Linked DNA regions of Astyanax mexicanus: region 1 is linked to region 2. A link is a contact called in public Hi-C data. All regions are on one chromosome and are shown on one strand. The core of a region is the stretch at or near the end of the contact, and the rest is flanking DNA. Distances in the headings are between cores, read along the strand shown. Region 1 overlaps mbd1a (methyl-CpG binding domain protein 1a). Region 2 holds the start of tfe3a (transcription factor binding to IGHM enhancer 3a).

Evidence for each region. Hi-C and Micro-C count contacts between places; a contact is called where the count stands out from the background.
Region 1: a Hi-C map of blood shows a contact between it and region 2, with 4 times the contacts expected there. The contact joins the enhancer-like site here to the promoter of tfe3a in region 2. A contact is called at or near these places in 2 of 3 Hi-C or Micro-C datasets (blood and muscle).

The regions. Positions count from the first base shown.
Region 1 is chr12:4,310,411-4,313,758 of AstMex3_surface, reverse strand. mbd1a (methyl-CpG binding domain protein 1a) reads right to left here. Exons shown (of 17, transcript XM_007245826.3): 2 at 1,210-1,586; 3 at 112-255; 4 at 1-15. The coding sequence starts at 1,454. Among protein-coding and RNA genes, the nearest start is that of mbd1a, 7.1 kb to the right of the region's middle. Within about 2 kb of position 1,323, the one cell type or tissue checked has an H3K27ac peak away from gene starts, as active enhancers do.
Region 2 is chr12:4,233,166-4,236,093 of AstMex3_surface, reverse strand. tfe3a (transcription factor binding to IGHM enhancer 3a) reads right to left here and starts at 1,508. Exons shown (of 10, transcript XM_007245831.4): 1 at 831-1,508. The coding sequence starts at 1,000.

The sequences.
Region 1 (3,348 bases), core at 74-2,573, 78 kb before region 2:
CGGAAGCCGTTTGGACTGCAGAAGCATGAGAGAGAGAGAAAGAGGAAGAGTGTGAGAATTTAACGTCTTCAGTTTATCTTTTCCTAAATGATTTACTCAGCTTTCCTCTACCTCATGTAGTTCATGGTTTGTTTGGGTATGTCAGAAGTGCTGCGCAGATGAATGATTTTTTTCTTCCAGCCTTTGCCCAGTTCAGAACAGTCTATCCAATCATCAGTCAAAAGGACCTTCCGCCTTCCTCCTTTTCTTTTCCGCCTGGGTGAGACAAGCAAAACTCTTAGATGTTGAGCTGGTTTTAGTAGTCCTGCAACTTCAGTAGGGCTTTGTATTGGCAATAACCTATATTATACACATTATGATACAGGGGTTATATTTTAATACATTGCAATATATTGTAATATTGGGCTGTAACTAATGATTATTTCTGTTTCCTGTGAGTACAACTTCTGTTCTTAGCTTTCTTTGCCATTTAAAGATAAAAAAAAGAAACAGCAGACAGAAGATGTTTAAATGTAAAATGTTCTGATATTTGGTGAGAAAATATGCAATCTATTCTATTGTGTCTGTCACTTTTGGTGACCAGGCTGAATGTGAAGTGAGCAGTCTTTAAGCCTCCCTATTGCATTTCTGTGCCCACCACTTGTAGTGTGGTTATACGGTGTATTGCAGTTCTGTTAAAGATGAATGATTAGTCCACTTAGTCCAATTTTTATAATCAATACTGTCAATTATGTCAACTAATCAATGTGGCCCTAATCATAATGCACGGCTTAGGATTCAATATATCATGATATATTACAATATTGTAAGCAGGGTATTACAATTGTTTAAAACTAATTTGTGGAAACTTCTCATAGCATAACAAAACAATTATATCTATAAAATAATTTTTTAATGCATTTAAAATAGTGGGATCTAACGACAGAATACAACAACGATATAGAGTGGGCGGTGTTTAAACACAACACCTAATGAAATAAAACCACGGTCTGACACCAATCTTTTTGCAAGTTTAGAATTTGCACCACCAGACACAATTTTTTATGTTTTGGAGATTTTCCAGGACGTGCGGTAAGTATGTGTATAGCACTGAAAATTGCATTTTTTAACAAAACATATATCCAGAATTCCCTGTATTGATAATGTAAATAATAAAACACACTGCATCAAATATTTTCTTGATTTTAAACCAATAAAAAAACTACATACCATCCTCCTCTTTTCCTTCTGCCGCCTTGTTGCTCGCTGCTGCCATTCTGCACACCTTCTTTCCCAGCCTCGCCACATTCCTCATCCAGTGGTTCCAGCCAATCAGCAGGTGCTATCTCCCCATCTCCACCTGATTCAGCGTCCACGCCGACCTGGACTATTTCAGTCAACAAACCCGGCTCAGTCTCCTCCTCCTCTCCACTCCCCCCCGACTGTTCCCTCGACTCCTCCATCATTTCATCCATCAGCGTCTCCCTCACACGCCCGTGGAGCTGGACACATCCCAGGAACAGTGAACAAGGGAGAGATTCACATCCTTTCACCCACTGCAGAGCTCAGTCCATGAGAAACGCAGAGGATGGTCTCATTTCAGGCAGCTGGGAAAAGTCAAAAAGCGGGTTTAAAAAGATTAGTGGTCTCCTTAAAACTATAACAATTACACTTTGATAATACAAACTCTGAGAACTTGCTTTATAAATGGCATACCATTGTTTTTGTGTGGACAATATATTTTCCTAGAAATAATTGTGATAAATTATATTGTTATTATAAAACACTGTAGCCACAGATATAATTCTAATATAATAGCAAATCAATAATGTAATTAAACCCCCTAAGACAACGCTGACTTGCTAATTATGGGAATATGAATATTTAGACATTGTATTGAAATTGGAATAAATTTTTTAAAATATAAAAACACCTAAAACAAAATAATTATGTTTAAAGACAAAGTCAACATACCGGCTCATTACCATTACTAGGCTCTTCTTGCTAAGAAAAATATAATATGCAATATTGAGGTCAGCAAAAATAATTGCAGTCATTTTGTATGATAACTCAATACAGTAAATATTAAGAGAAGATTAATACAAAGAAATAAAATTAGCTAGCTGGGTAGCAATGCTAGAGTAAATAGCTGTAAATAAAGTTCAATAGACTATATGAATGCTGGGTTAGCATATCTAGCTACTTTATAATCAATGTCCACAGCAGTAGCTACTTCAGCCTGAATTAAATAATATAAATTATCTTCTGAAATTATCTGAACTAACTTATCTATTTTCTGGTCTGTTTTTATATATAATGATTATAAGGTGCCTAAGTAAAGAAATCTGTAATTCTTGAAACAAATATCTATATTTTTTTTCTTCAAGTCAAACGAGCGCTGGATGTTAATCTACACAGATTTCTCTTCCATTTATTTACAGTAAGTTAGTAAACTTAGTGAATGCCGCTCAATAGCGCTGAGGAACCCTAAGAGTTCTGGTAAGCCAGGGCGATATTAGCCAACCGTTTGTCCCAGCTGGCTTGTTTTAACGTGGTAAACACAGAGCTAGCGAAAGAGCTAGCGCTGCGCTTAGCAGCTAATGCTAATACTGCTCCTCGGCGCTGGAGAAACTTCATTAAAACTCCTTTAAAACACTGTACTTCAGTGGATTTACTGCTACTTAATACCTGACTGGTAAAATTCATACATAAGGCGCAGCAGATTAAAAGGCACACTGTCGAAAGGATTTTAAGTGCACCATATAGTGCAAAAAATACAGTAATTGTCATATGTTTGCATCACTGATCCAAACGACCTGACTACAACTAGCTGGAAATATAGTTAGCCTATTTTTGCTGCATTCAGCCTCGTAATGTTAACGGGATATTATGGATATTATCTTATTATCGGCACAAGTGTTTACACTATTGAAACTAGGCATTAAAAACCACAGACTTTTTTCCATTTCAGCTGAAGCACCAAAACAACACAGTCCAATTGTTCTGACAAGTAAATTTAAGCTGCTGAAGTCAAATAAACTTGTGCTTACAGAACTGCAGACTTTACGAGCCTGAATAAATACCTTGTATTTGGGGGATTATTAAATGTTCAATACAAAAAAATTGCTAACATGTAATGTTAGCCAGCTACTTTAGAAGATGAAAAATCAGCCCATATTAGTGCACCATTATAAGGTAAAGCAAATGAAAATACGGTAAAATACATCTGACTGCAGAATACCTTCAGCATGGTGCAACACACTAATAGAACCTCACTGTTATATCACTTATTAAAGACCGACAAACTTTTTAAAGTGAGAGTGGTCGGTTAAGCGGATTAGCGAATTATTTTCATACGACTGGCTGAAT
Region 2 (2,928 bases), core at 259-2,758:
ACACTAGTTTCACTCTCAAATGATTACATCCCAAGTCCATTTCACAATGGAGTTTTCCTTTAAAATATGCATCCAAAAAGTTTTTCATGTTTTATTTAATGTTATTTGCTATCAAAGAGATGGTTTAGGATTTAAAAGTATAAAATCAGCAATCAACAACATCTGGCAGCATGCAGTATGTGAGTATAGAGATGATACAGACAGATAGATGAAACACAAATGGCTTCACCCAGAGACTCACCTGAGATGTAAAACCAGAGATGTATAATACAATAACGAAGTAGAAGTACTAAAATTCTGTATCTGTATCTACTGCAGTATTATTTTCACTTTTAGTTACTAACAACAGAATATAACCAGACTGGAACATGTTCAGCAGTATCCATGCACACCAGCTGTTCACTGTCTTTAACACTAGACCAGATAAAGCTACTGACTCACTGACATTAGTTTCACTTTCAAATCACGGAAACAACACACCAAAAACTCAACCTATCCTTTATATTTGAGAATATTTTATTAACTTTACATCCCAAGTCGATTTCACACTGGAGTTTTCTTTTAAAATATATGCATTAATGTTTTATTTAATGTTATTTGCTATTAAAGGGATGGTTCAGGAATTTGATAAAAAAATGATAAAATCAGTTTGGGAAAATTAATTAATGTACGATTTTCCTGTATATTGCAATTACTTTGAAACCAAATAAAACGTTAAATAGAAAAAATATATAAAATCAACAATCAACAACATGCAGCAGCATGCAGGATGTGGGTATAGTGGGTATAGAGATGGTACAGACAGATAGATGATACACTCAGAGACTCACCTGATGAGATTCAGAGACTCAGCGGAGGAATCCAAAATCACGAACACGGTCTGGGGCTGCTGCTGCCCGGGAACCACGACCTGACTGATGCTCTTCTGCGCTGCTGGAGCCTGGAGATACCCCTGTCCTTCCCCCTGCTCCTGCCCTGCTGCCACAGACAGGCTAGACATCTCTAAACACAGCGGAGCCTCCTCTTACTACTAATACTACTACTGCTGCTGCCTCCAGAACACTAACTACAAAAATAATCCCAATACAGCTCATATAAAACTCTCCCTGCACACTGATACTGACCTTACTCAATATACACGCGAGTTATACAGCCTTTTATAACTGTCTAACTAAATAAAAGCGCTTAAACAGAGAGTTTTAATTGTTTTTAGTCTGTTAGTAGTACGTAGCTAAAACTGAGTAAACAGATTGTTTGTATGAATCACGCCCCGGTAAAACAAGACAAGACAATTAAAAAAAGAGAAATAACAGGTCGATATCTGTCATCAGCTATGCATCTACAAGCTAAAACACGCGCCTACAGTCTGTGTAAGTAGTTTATCTCGCACTGACAGCCGATTTCGCTCTATTTACCCGCTAAAACACCGATAAACTAGCGCACTAAAGCCCCCGCAGTCCGTCCGAACAGCTCGTGCCCTGCACCCGTTACTCAGCTCCAGCCTGAGGTCCGCGCAGGGGATGGAGAGCCACAGAGTCTCTACAGAGGAGAACACCCACATATCAACGTCTTCAGTTCTGTTCGTCCAATCAGCAGAGGGCACTCACGAGTAGTCAGAAAAAATGAATGAGTTCATACAGTGTATATTTTATAAATTAAACAATACAAATATTACTAATTTTATCAACACAGAGCAATATCAAAATCTTTCAGTACGGCAGGCATCATTTTAAAGTTTATAAATAATTTTTTATCCCAATTTTGCTAGGCCAACTTTCCCTACTCAGCTGCATATCCACATCACTTGTGATGCCACAATACAAGGAGGGAAAAGACCAGCACATACGTATGTGAAGTCAGAAACCCCGCCTCTTTTCCAACTGCCAAGTAGCATCACAGCACACTCGGAGGAAAGCGCAGCGACTCGGTTCTGATACATCAGCTCACAGACGCAGCCTTGTGCTGATTGACATCACCCTAGGAGTGATGAGGGGAAAGAGCGCCATCTACTGTACCCACCCAGAGAGACCAAAGCTGTGACCAAAACTGTGCTCTCTTGGAGCTCTGGCAGCTGATGGCAAGCTACATGGAGTTATACACCTTTTAAAACCAGAGGTGTACAGTATAATAGTATAGTAGTATTCAAGGATTCTTGAACACAATGTTGATGTTTTTCACTTGACGATTGAAGTAGAACTACTTCACTAGCTACTCTACTTAAGTACTGTGTTAAATATGATGTACCTACTGAAGACCTTAATAAGTTGTGGCCATGCCTTAATTATCTCATTCCCACACCTTAGGATCTCCTTCCCGCGCCTTAATTATTTGTGGCCATGCCTTAATCATCTCATTTCCACGCCTTAGGATCTCATTCCAACGCCTTATTTAGTTGTGGGCATGCATTATTAATATATGTATATATATATATATATATACATATATTTATTTATTTATTTATTTTTACATAATGTCACCTTAGGGGCTCCGTATATTGGATTTAATAGCTTAATACTTTCTAATCTACTTTCTAAAATTAAAGAAATATCCCAGATAAATGTATTATATTGTAATTTTGAGTTTTTAGCCCAGCTGTCAGTTTTTAGTACTGCCGGGTACGTGCCTGGCACTGCAGACCCACCACTGCCGCCCGTCTCCCGGCAGGCAAAGATCCAACCCCAACTGCCCTTTAACTCCATTTACTCTCATTTATTGAGGACTCGCTCGCGGGCTCTCTCTAGCGGTTCTCAGTCTCGTGCTGATATAACAGGTTAGATTACGGGATAGTGGGCAGTCTCGCCATAAACTATCTGTGGCCTGAGCTCAGCGCCGGAGTGGGAAAACCCCCGACGTGACGTTGTTACCTAGAGACGTCTGATCACCCGAGGTTGCCTGACAGCGGAGTTATCCAATAGTCGTTCAGCCTGG